Linked DNA regions of Mus musculus: regions 1, 2 and 4 are each linked to region 3. A link is a contact called in public Hi-C and promoter capture Hi-C data. All regions are on one chromosome and are shown on one strand. The core of a region is the stretch at or near the end of the contact, and the rest is flanking DNA. Distances in the headings are between cores, read along the strand shown.

Evidence for each region. Promoter capture Hi-C pulls out the DNA fragments that hold promoters and counts their contacts. Hi-C and Micro-C count contacts between places; a contact is called where the count stands out from the background.
Region 1: a contact with region 3 is called in a Hi-C map of rod photoreceptor, with 6 times the contacts expected there. The contact joins the promoter of Map3k4 here to the promoter of Igf2r in region 3. A contact is called at or near these places in 5 of 39 promoter capture datasets (the HPC-7 cell line, cranial neural crest, embryonic stem cells and 2 more), 1 of 484 Hi-C or Micro-C datasets (rod photoreceptor) and 5 of 115 datasets of contacts at active chromatin or transcription factors (bone marrow-derived dendritic cells, embryonic stem cells, extraembryonic endoderm stem cells and 1 more).
Region 2: a promoter capture Hi-C map of the HPC-7 cell line shows a contact between it and region 3, with 3 times the contacts expected there. The contact joins the enhancer-like site here to the promoter of Igf2r in region 3. A contact is called at or near these places in 14 of 39 promoter capture datasets (the 3T3-L1 cell line, 3T3-L1-derived adipocytes, the HPC-7 cell line and 9 more), 3 of 484 Hi-C or Micro-C datasets (cortical neurons and neurons) and 2 of 115 datasets of contacts at active chromatin or transcription factors (astrocytes and stem cell-derived neural progenitor cells).
Region 4: a promoter capture Hi-C map of the HPC-7 cell line shows a contact between it and region 3, with 6 times the contacts expected there. The contact joins the enhancer-like site here to the promoter of Igf2r in region 3. A contact is called at or near these places in 5 of 39 promoter capture datasets (the HPC-7 cell line, cranial neural crest, frontonasal cranial neural crest and 1 more) and 2 of 9 other capture datasets (adipose tissue and embryonic stem cells).

What each region holds. Positions count from the first base shown.
Region 1 is chr17:12,317,383-12,320,082 of GRCm38.p6, reverse strand. It overlaps Map3k4 (mitogen-activated protein kinase kinase kinase 4), which reads left to right and starts at 1,423. Exons shown (of 27, transcript NM_011948.2): 1 at 1,423-1,585. The coding sequence starts at 1,455. 4732491K20Rik (RIKEN cDNA 4732491K20 gene) reads right to left here and starts at 1,230. Exons shown (of 2, transcript NR_045290.1): 1 at 911-1,230.
Region 2 is chr17:12,415,446-12,418,145 of GRCm38.p6, reverse strand. The region is part of intron 17 of Plg (plasminogen); the gene reads right to left. Among named protein-coding and RNA genes, the nearest start is that of Plg, 38 kb to the right of the region's middle. Within about 2 kb of position 1,440, at least 48 of the 459 cell types and tissues checked have an H3K27ac peak or open chromatin away from gene starts, as enhancers often do. A contact at or near this core is called in the HPC-7 cell line and liver, where this site is marked.
Region 3 is chr17:12,768,363-12,771,062 of GRCm38.p6, reverse strand. It overlaps Igf2r (insulin-like growth factor 2 receptor), which reads left to right and starts at 1,357. Exons shown (of 48, transcript NM_010515.2): 1 at 1,357-1,663. The coding sequence starts at 1,530. All of the region lies in intron 1 of Airn (antisense Igf2r RNA), which reads right to left.
Region 4 is chr17:12,396,280-12,398,979 of GRCm38.p6, reverse strand. Plg (plasminogen) reads right to left here. Exons shown (of 19, transcript NM_008877.3): 9 at 2,285-2,427; 10 at 728-890. Among named protein-coding and RNA genes, the nearest start is that of Plg, 19 kb to the right of the region's middle. Within about 2 kb of position 1,414, at least 2 of the 459 cell types and tissues checked have an H3K27ac peak or open chromatin away from gene starts, as enhancers often do.

The sequences.
Region 1 (2,700 bases), core at 174-2,673, 450 kb after region 3:
CCCAGTAGACAATGAAGGATAAAAAAAAGTCATGGCTCTTCCTGAGGCTGATTTGTGTTCAGCGTTTTATGAGTGGGAAGCAGTGTGCCCATTGGCTCACTTCCTGGCAGCAGTCAGAGGTTTCCTTATCGACTCTCCTCATATGCAATTTAAGGAGGGCTCAGGTTAGCCCAGTGTAGAGGGAGACGAAACTATCAGAATTACAGAGAGATGGGAAACACTCTGCAGAGCTCTCAGTGAAAATGAATGGGTCTTTAAAATTATTAGGATAGACTGAGTTCATTTCCTTTGAATGCTTCGTTTTGCTTTGTTCTCTCTCCCTCCATTAGGCAACTTCTCACGGCTGCTTCCTTAGTGTCTCCCGAAGTCCTAATGCAATATGTGCACTGAATAGTTGTTGACTGACTGCATGTTGTTGAATTAATGAAAGGGATGTCAACTCAGAAATCCAGCACTGGCAGACATTATAGATAATGTAGTCTACTGTAACAACAGCAAGAGTATGCTCTTTAATTACAGAGACATTTCTGTAACACAGCTGATTTCAGAGTATCTTTATCTTGCTTAGCTCTTAAATCTTACCTTGAAATTTTTTCTTTCAGTCAGTTAAAAAAATTTGTTCAAAATTTATATCTCTACATAGCAAAGCTAAAGAATCATTTTTTTAAAAAAAATCAAACTAAGTGGAAACAAACATATTTGATTCTGAATACGATTTCTGAACTGAATCTGGATTTCAGAAGGCATGATTGCAACTCAAAGGCTGTAAAGCTGCGCAAGCTAAGAATGACTGAAAGATGCTCTGCTATTTCAATTCTTTTAATAACTTCAAATCTTTACAACTTCTTTATCCCTTTCTTTCTTCTTTAGTGTAGCAACTGTGCAAGTTTCTGAAAAAGCACTTTCTAACCTTGGGATCCTGGGTGAGGACGGCGTCCTCTGCTGCCTGATTGGTGTGTCACTCTGATGGTCTGAGTCTGCAGAAGGCCCACACTTCCATGTCAGAGCTGTGGGCGTCTGGGTGACATCATCCTTATTCCGAAAGGCAGAATCCAGTGGCGCAGAGACCTTGAGCTCCAGTTTATGAAGCATTCCTGCTCGCCCAGACAACCCTACCTCTCCAAATGTCTCCTGTGCCCTTAGCCTCAGGACCTCCCGAGGCCACCCGCGGTCACCCAGCGACACCTGATTTACCACTGGCCAGTGCGCTCCTCCCTCCCGCCTCGCCCCGCCCAGGCGGACTCAGCCGCCCGCCGAGGCGTGTCCCTCGCTGCCCGCCGTAGCCCAGCGTTCGGCCGGCCGCCGTTCCCAAGATGGCCGCTGCGCGCACGGCTCCTGCGGCGGGCTAGAGGCGGAGGCGGAGTCGAGTCACTCCCTCACCCCGCGGCTCCTGGTCTTCCCGCACCAGGCTGCAGCTGACGACCCGCCGCGGTCATGCGAAGCTTGGTGCACGGATGAGAGACGCCATCGCCGAGCCGGTGCCCCCTCCTGCCCTCGCCGACACCCCTGCAGCCGCCATGGAGGAGCTGCGGCCAGCACCGCCGCCACAGCCCGAGCCGGATCCGGAGTGCTGCCCAGCGGCGAGGTGAGTGCACGGCTGCAGCTGCAGCTCGGAGGGAGCAGGGTGGCGCGTGAAGGGGGCGTGGGGTCCTCGGCTGCGCGCCAGGTGGGCGCGGAGCATCCGGACCTCCGGTGGCGGGAGGGGCGCGGTGCAGCGCGGAGCCCGGTGCTCCGCTTCCGCGCGACCCCTGCCCGGGCTCGGAGGCCAAGCTCCCGAGCGACCCTGGCCTTTGCAGTAGTGCTCCCCGGGGCCCTGCTGCAGACAGCCCCAGCTTGCCCCGGACTGCCGCTCGGGCTCGGATCAGTGATCGGATGGAAGGAAGGTGGTCCATCTTTCTCCTTTTTCCAGGAAAAGAGAGGCGACGTGCCTCTCGGCAGTTCCTTGCTCCTTCAGCCCTTTGCAGCGCGCCTCCCAGCCTTCTGTCCCCAGGGCGAAGCTTCACGTAACTGCAGACAAGGTTCCTTGTCAGAGATCCTTTTACTGTCTTCTAGCAACAGCCTGATGCAGTGTTGCGCACGAAAATAGCTAAGGGTTTATGTGTGAAACTTTGCTACCGCAGGAAGCTCCAAGATGGAACTTTGGTACCCAGAGTATCTGTTGCATTCTGCTCCGTAGAAGCTCTTTTAACTGCTACGAAGAGTCTCAAGTTTTAATTGGGAGGGTAAACTCACGGTGTCCTGATTTTGTGTTTAAATGCCAGTCCTTTGCATCTCAGGATAAACTTTGACTGCTTCCTGTCCCCTATAGTGAAAACACTCCCACAACTCCTCCTGGCTTAAGGTCTCGCTCTATAACCTCAGGAAGAAGGCAGTTAAATAGCTTTGCTTTTTCCTGCTTGAAGAAATAGCAAATTTATAGTTGTAGCGAGACCCGAACACGGGAGCCATTCACATCCTTGCTTGTCACCACTGGGTTGCCTGAGAGGAATTTTACTTTTTCAAAGCCGTGAGAGCTACTGCATTGTGTTTCTTAATTTCAAGATAGTTCTGTGACATCTTTTGGGGCATTTTCTTTAAGGAATAGTACAGGGTGCTATTAGAAGTCTTTTTTCAGAAAGTTCATAATTTTCTTAATGTATTGAGCTGTTGAGCAATTTTTACTCCTTTAATCGTTATTTTAGAAATAATAAATGTGAGTCC
Region 2 (2,700 bases), core at 191-2,690, 350 kb after region 3:
CTCTCTGACTTAGATCTTACCACATAGGCTAGGCTGACTGTCCATCAAGCCCTAGGGACTGCCCTTGTCTCCACCTCCCCAGCACTGGGATTACAATGGGGCTACCATGTCCAGATCGTTTTACCGTACATGGGTTCTGGGGATCCAATGCTGTTTTCCACATGGACACAGCTGAGACTTCTCCATATTTTCAATGGAAAAGCCTATTTTCCAATTTGGCAAGCCCCATTTGCAAGGTAAGCAATTTACCATAAGAACAATGTGTGTGTGTGTGTGTGTGTGTGTGTGTGTGTGTGTGTGTGTGTGTGTTGGGCACCACTCCTTGAGATGATGTGTGAGCCCTAAGGATCCACATGCTTCCACCTCCCTGGAACTGGTATTACAAGTATACACCACCAGGTCCGTATTTACAGTTCTGGGGATCCAAACCAAGTCTTTATGCATATAAGGCAAAAGCTTTACCAACTGGGCCATCTCCCCAGACCTTGGGACATTTTAATAATGCCACAATCTCCCTGATAGCTGAGTGGAGAATGATTATCTAGTGGTCGTGGGGTTTTCTCTTGCCATTAGGGAAATGGTTTAGAAAGACAACGATGGTCGCTCCACACTGTAAACGGACGGCAGGCATTTCAGACTGTCCCTTTTATGTGTGGATACTAATGGCCTCCCCAAAGCCATATCTTTGACTAATCATTAACTGTTCAAGGAACAAGCTGGTAACATAGTACAATTTCATTTAATTCATCTAATTAATTCATTTACTTCTTGCACCAGTTCCAGAAAGTAGCAACTTCTATGATTCCTGATAGGCAATTAAGGAAACCAAGGCTTAGTGTGGACAGTGTTTACCTGGAACTTGGAGCTGTGGGCCCTTCCCGCCCCCACTCCCTGTTCACAAAGGCTCCACACCTCTACCTCTGCCATCTATTTTCAGCCCATGATATTTTCTTAAGTCTAAGTTCTCAGAAACAACATATACATGTTTATATTCAGGATATTTTCGAGATAGGTATGGCCAGAAAACACACCAGAAAACATCAGTCCATAACACCCTCACGAGTGTCCACGTTGAACTATTATTAAAATATTAATAATTTTTAACTAGCTAATGTAATAGGTGTAAATTGTTTTGATTCATTTTTCTAATCTATATTTCTCCAGCAATGAGAGAAAGGGAACATTTAATCCCTTACTCGATTTATGAGTTGTATCTCTTCTTTATATATTAAAAAACAAAAACAAACAAACAAAACAGAAACAAACAAACAAACAAAAAAACCCTGCTGCTTTTGTGTGCCAGACGCCAGACTGAGCCAGAACACTTGCAGCAATGCCAGAGGAAGGGCTGTTGTGCAGAGGGATCCACCCAGGACTTAGCGAGCTTGACGAGAACCCAGCTTTCCAGTTTGCAAGCCCAGCTTTCTCCAGAGTTTTGTAACACGCTTTTGCTTTGCTAGCACAGAGCAGCCAAGAAATAAAGGACAGTGCCTTCCCCTGACACTTGGACTAGACTTGTCTTAGGTTCAGAAAAATGTGTAATCTGTCTGGTGATTATAGGAGCTGGAAGAGACATGTCTTAAGGTCATGGGACCAGAAGGGATGGTGGGCATTGCTCGAACTAAGTCCAGGAGTGGAGATACATATTAGGCTGAAATTGTTCTGAGCCCTGAGGAAACCACCTCTGGGTGGTTTACAGGACGTTGTGGTCTGTGAAGATATGCTGCCATCTGGTGGCCAAAGGAGAGAAGGCATCTCTGGAGGCCTGAAGGGTACTAGTAAATGACCTAGGGGCAAAAGCCCTACTGGGGGGGGGTGGGGGGGCACCAGGCTAAGTCTAGCAGTAGTCAGGCCCCCTGAAAATCCAGGAGGACAGCAAAAACCAATCTAGAAGAATCCTCAGCCTCAACACCAGCTAGCCATTGGAGTTTGAAAATCTGAGAAAGCCTGAGGCGTGAAGTGAAGAGAGATTTACCTAGGAAGCTAAAATCGCTGATTGACTAGATGTCGTTATTGCCATCTAGTAATGGTGAGGTGGAAATGATGATGACGATGATGGTGATAAGGGTGACTGTGAATGATGGGGATGTTGGTGATGTTGATGTTGGTGATAGAGACAAGTCTAGCCACAGCGTCTGGGGAAGGGACTGTCCGTGATTTCTGGGCTGCTCTGTGCTAGCAAAGCAAAGGCATGCTACAAAACTCTGGAAAAAGCTGGGCTCAGCAGCAGCAGCTGCAGTTTGCAACTGTAACAGAAGTATGTTTACTCAGGTCTTTATGGATACGGGGAACAGAGAAAGGGGGTTCTGGTGCTCAATGGGCTACCTCCCCCTCTTACCATCCCCCCCACCCCCAAAATGCCCATGGTATGTCCAGAGCTATGTCTCCTAGTTGTCCAGTTGACAATGAAGATCAATCACAAAGTTGATTTTGGGGGTGGGGAGGCGGGGCTTAGAAGCCTTTCACTCAACATTCCAAGGGCGGCTGAGGGATCAGCTCTTGTTGTGTACGGGCGTGCGTGGGCCTTGCCCCCAACTACAGAGCAGATCATGTAGCAAAGGTCTGAGCCAGGCGGAACTGGTTCAGAAAAACGTGGCTCAGGACCAGAGTCTGAGCTTTCCCAGCCTAGGCAGGTTATTGTTCCCACTGTGGGAAAAGTGACACCCTTTATTCCCATTGAGAGAGCCAAAAGTAACCCAA
Region 3 (2,700 bases), core at 108-2,607:
GTCTTCGTGATACAACCACCTCTCAATAATGCCATCACCTGGGGACACAAGACTTCACCAAAGGCTTGGTTTATGGGGTGCTCCATTTCCAAAGCCATCCAAAGAAAATGTATTTTGGGGATGATACTTTGAGTGGAAGTTTACATTCTGGTTCACAGCTAACTCTTCATTTAGCGGTTTTCTCACTGACAACACTTGCCTGCATTAGTTCTAACACTAGAGAGGACAAACATGAACTCCAGCTTCTATCAAGGGACTACTCCTGTACCCCTGACCCTCAAATGGTCCTTCTTCATCAGGAACAGGCCATCCTCTTCCATCCAGCAGGCAGCTCCTGGAGGGATGCACGTGGAGTGAAGGAATGGAATATCTGCCTAGCTAGTAAGATCAGTTGACCAATCCTGGTGTCACAGCCAGATTGTCTTCCTGCCCAGTGACCTCTTCTTGGTTTCTTGGTAATAACAGCGGACCTGGCCACATTCAGCCAGCCTGGCTGGCCAGCAAACATCGGAGATGCCCTCGTCTCTGCCTCCCCACCAAAGTTCCAGGGGTTGGGTGCTGGGGCTTGAGCTCAGACCCGCAGGCACATTACAGTCTGAGCCATTTCCTAAGGCTCATTTACTGTACTTTCACTAGGTTACCGCCTTATGTAATATGGATGCTGCATATTATCTTTACAGAATAATAAAACTTTGTAACAGAGGTGGTGGTACACGCTTCTAAACCTAGAACTCGGTAGGCTTAAGTAGAGGGATCTGAACTCCAGTATAGCCTGAGCTACATAGTAAGCAATCTCACGCTAAAAGTTTTTTTTTGTTTGTCATTTGCTTGTTACATTTTGGTTTCTCTGCACACTGCATATTAGTCCACCAGTCACCTAACTTGCTGTAGAAAGCCCTGCTTGGGAAGTCACATTTCCACAGAGCTGCTGTGAGGCTCTCCGGGGCATGAGTCGGAAACTCCCACGCGGGATTCTAGAAAGACTGACCTCTTAACCCTGCATCCACTTGCAACACTAAACATCAACCTGGGCTTTTCCACCTAACTCCATCTCGGCCACCGTACTGGTCTCGGTTGAAGAAGAGAGAGTTAGGAAGCGCTCAAGCGCAGACGCAACCTGGGTGCTGGACGGGGAAACTGAGGTCTGGCTCTGAGGCGTCACCCCTCGCCGCGCGTGAGCAACCCTGGGGTTGTCAGGCCTCGAGTAGGTACCTGGCGCTCGTGCCCGGCCCGCAACACTTCCTGTCCCGCGCGCGTGCGATGCTCATGTGACCCGGGACTGGGCGGAGAGCACCTGAACGAGGACGTCACGTGAGCAGGAGGCGGGGCGGGGGCGGGCCGACTCAGGTCACGTGACGCTCCGGGGACGGCCACGGAGCGCCTCCTCGTCGCACTCCCCCCTGGCTCCAGTTCTCTCTCCTCTTTCTCCCTCCAGCTCCCGTTGCAGCTTCGACTCCGCTGTGGTGGCGCGACCGTGTCCCAGGCGCGGCTCCAAACGGCCAGCCGCCGTGAGCCCCACGCCACACGCGATGCGGGCCGTTCAGCTGGGACCGGTGCCCTCCGGGCCGCGCGTCGCGCTCCTGCCGCCGCTCCTGCTGCTGCTGCTCCTGGCGGCCGCGGGCTCCGCGCAGGCCCAGGCCGTCGACTTGGACGCCCTGTGCAGGTGGGTGTCTTGCGTGGCGGGCGCGGAGCCCCGAGGACACGCAGACCTCCGCCCCGCCCCGCCCCCGCGGGAAAGTTGCCCGCGTGGTGGCCGCGGCGGCGCAGGAGGACGCGCCGCCGTGGCACTGGCCCCCGGAGCCCCCCGTGCCCGGCCACTTGTGGCTGTCATAAGTCGGGCGGCTTTGTGCGACTCCCGGGGCCCGGTGTGTCCGTCGGAAGTTGCAGGGGGCAGAGCTAAGGCTGGGCTTTTGTCCCGCTGCACGTTTCCATTGAAGTTCCAGCCGTGGGGCTTCGGAGGCGTCCCCTCTAGTGTGCAGTCTCCAGGGAGTGCGAACCCACGCGATGCTCTTGGAGTTGGGTAGTGGTGGTTTCAACTGCAGATTGACCCCTTCTGTGGCAACTCTCAGTTTTCCTTATTTAAAGTAGCCATTTGTCAGTGGTTGAAGCTTTTTCTTCTTTTGACAAGGGTTGAGAGGTGGTCATCTCTGTAGGCTTTCAAGACTTTACCCTTCACGTCTCTCAGTTAGCTTCCTGTGTGGTTGCTCACATGATGTCATTGTCTCCAGAGTAGATTATTCTAGTGGAGTCTTCTGCTCTGGGATCCAAGGTTGTATAATTTCCAGTCCTGTCGAAGTTTGTTGGTGTTGGACACAGACTTGTGGGCCTAGGGAACTTCCAATACCATTAGTTTGGAGACAGGCCTCCTCTGGGCTCTTTAGGGTGAAGGGAAACCAAATCTTTTCTTGTTTTAAAAACTTTGATAAGAAGGAAGCGGGAAGAGAATCTTGAAGCCAGCTTTACCCTTGACTTTCAAAAGTGACTCAGAATGAGACGGGGCTGAGCCAAACTTGATGTTTCTAATGGTAGTCCAGGCTCTTTAGTCCTTTGTATCAGAGAGTTTTGTTCTCTCACCTGGAGTTAATAATTTGTAGGACTTGTTAGTGTAAGAATGAGCTGACCAGAATTCTATTTCTCATTTTGGAGAGTATTTGGAGGGAGACACTGCTGCACTGCGGCTTATAGACCAATTAGCTGCCC
Region 4 (2,700 bases), core at 165-2,664, 370 kb after region 3:
GCTTTTTCCTTCTTTCCTTCTGTTATCCCTTCTTTCATTCCTTCCTTTCCTCCTTCCTTTCTTTCTTCCCCTTCCTCCTTCTCTTCATTCCCTTCCCTCCCTCCCTCTTTCTCTCCTTTCCCTTCCTTCCTTCCTTCCTTCCTTCCTTCCCTTCCTCCCTTCTCTCTCCCCCACTCCCTCCTTAATTAATTCTCTCACTTCCTTCCACTGTCTTACTGCAATGGCCCCCAATACTCTTGCTCTCTGGCAACTCATACCCCATGAGAGCACTGTGCTTCTGGCTAGTAAGGCTTCCCAGGTGAGGACTGAAAGAAATGGAGATGCAGATGCCACTAGAAATATTAGCCTGTGAGCCAAACATAAAACTACACTCCAGTGATTTGCAGTGGAATGACCCAGCCCAATGATGGGAGCCAGCATCAGCCTTAGCACAGGGAAGCGGTGGTATTAGTTCTAAGCTTTATGGTGACTTGTTCTCACAGGGATTTCACCAGTGGGACCTTACCACCTCCACTGATTCCCCTTGCTTCTACAGAATTTCTCAGGAAAGGGAGCCAGTTAATGGCTTCTCCTCGTTCAGGCCTATTTCTCAAAAGCCAAGTTCCTGTCATATTCTGCCCTCAGTAATCTCAGAGAAATTTGGTCCACACGAGTTAGCCTAAAGCATGGGGCACATGGAAACCTAAACCAGCTATTAATCCTCTCATGGTTAAAATCAAAGACATACGCATCTGGGAAGTTCTCTGGGGTCTTCGAATGCCTGTGTGGAAACATAGCTGCCCAGGACTGGCACTTCTTCCCTGTGATGGTAGTGGACGATGTACCCCGATAGCTCTGCCCATCGCTCTGGTAGCATTCCTGGACCACAGGTGTTTGCTCCTCTGGTGGAACTGAAATCAAAGCGGAAGAAATTGAGACCAATAAGATCTGAAACAGGCAGACCTGAGCACTAATTTACGACACATGAAGTAAACCAGTCTCTCTGTACGTGTGTGTGTGTGTGTGTGTGTGTGTGTGTGTGTGTGTGTGTGTGCATGTGTGTGTAGTGTGTGTATGCTCACACACAACAAGTACACCATTTATAGTGTTGTACCACGTATTGAAAAAAACCTTGGAAGATGAATAAGATTGGCCAGAGTGTTGATAACTGGAAATGCCATTATGTACAAGTTATTTTTATGAATTGCTACCAGATGTTCATGAGAACAAGAGGCCAGGATGCTCTGTAATGAGGGCACCAGGCAGGACGGGGCTAGACCTATCATTCTTGCATACTTCCCTAGACTTTCTTTGGTCATAGGATACCAAAGCCTTGAGCTTCTGGGGATGGGGCAGAGCTGGTCCTGCCTCTAGGACATAAGAAAAAGGCCATTTATTCTCAGAGATGACCACAGTAGGACTCTAGCTGGTTAGGACTGTGAAATAGTCTTGGTTAGTTTGTGAGTGGATCCTCAGACACAGGAACCTCAAAAAATAAGAACAAAATAGAAATTCAAGGAGCAAAACCCACAGCATCGGAGATGAAGAATTCCTGCAAGAGACTGATCAGCAGACGGCAGGGTTAAGCGAGCAGCCAGTGAGCTTAAAAGTAATTGGGTAATGGGTTCCACATGACACAAAAGAAAAGGATGGATGGTGGCAAGGAGACCACGGACAGAATAACTACGTTAATGATGGACTTAAAGCCAAGCATGCACAGTGATATTAATGCAAATATCTCGGTCAGAAGGCTAATGAGACTCATCACACAAACACTAATGTAGGCAGAGCTGCAAAGTCTCTGTTCAAATGAGTAAAGATAAACTTCAGAGTTTCCGAGACAGAAGGAGTATTTTCAGAAACAATGGCATGACAGAGGAGACATCATCCCATCGAGAAGATAAAGAGGTCTTCAATGGGTACGTGCCTACCAACAGAGCTTCACAATACAGAAAGCAAACAGAAGCAAACGAAACAGACTAATCTGCAGTTAAAGTCGGACCTGTAAGCAATACAGTAGGAATACAGAACCCTAATAGAGTTTGCAAGTTGACTTTTATAAGCTTCCCAACCACAACAAAAGTCAAGATTTCAAGAGCTTGGGGATCTCTCACCAAGGCTGAATCCTGTGCTACGGAGCAAACAACAGGTGAAATACTACAAATGAAATGATAGAAGCCTCACTCCGACCCACAGCAAGATTAAGTGAAGCAAAGGTACCACACCCTGATAGATGGCAAAGAAGCCAGTAGAGACAAACTTGTATAGTGCTGCTGCTCAGTGAGCCCTTGTGACCCACTCTTACCTGAGGAATCTGACTGGTCTGGTGATGCTGAGGACTCGCAGGATGGAATCTCACAGTACTCCCACCTCAGCTGGCTGTCAGTGGTATAGCACCAGGGAGCAGTTTCTCCATCTGGGTTCCGGCAGTAGTTCTCTTCCAGATTTCTAGAACGGAAGTATGGGTTTCGCGCTTCAAAGACTTTCAGTGAGCAAGGCGTGCACATGCTTGTTAGAAGGAGTGCTGTACATGTCTAACACGCTAGAATCGTGCATGCTGAATGATTGACAGGTACCAAGAGGAAGCTTGAATTGGGCTTAGACATCACATGGCATGGCAGGTTATCTGGCATAGAAGAAGCAATGACTAAAATATATTCTTTGGGCTAGAAGTGGCTCAGTGGTTAAGAGCACCGATTGTTCCTCCAGAGGTCCTGAGTT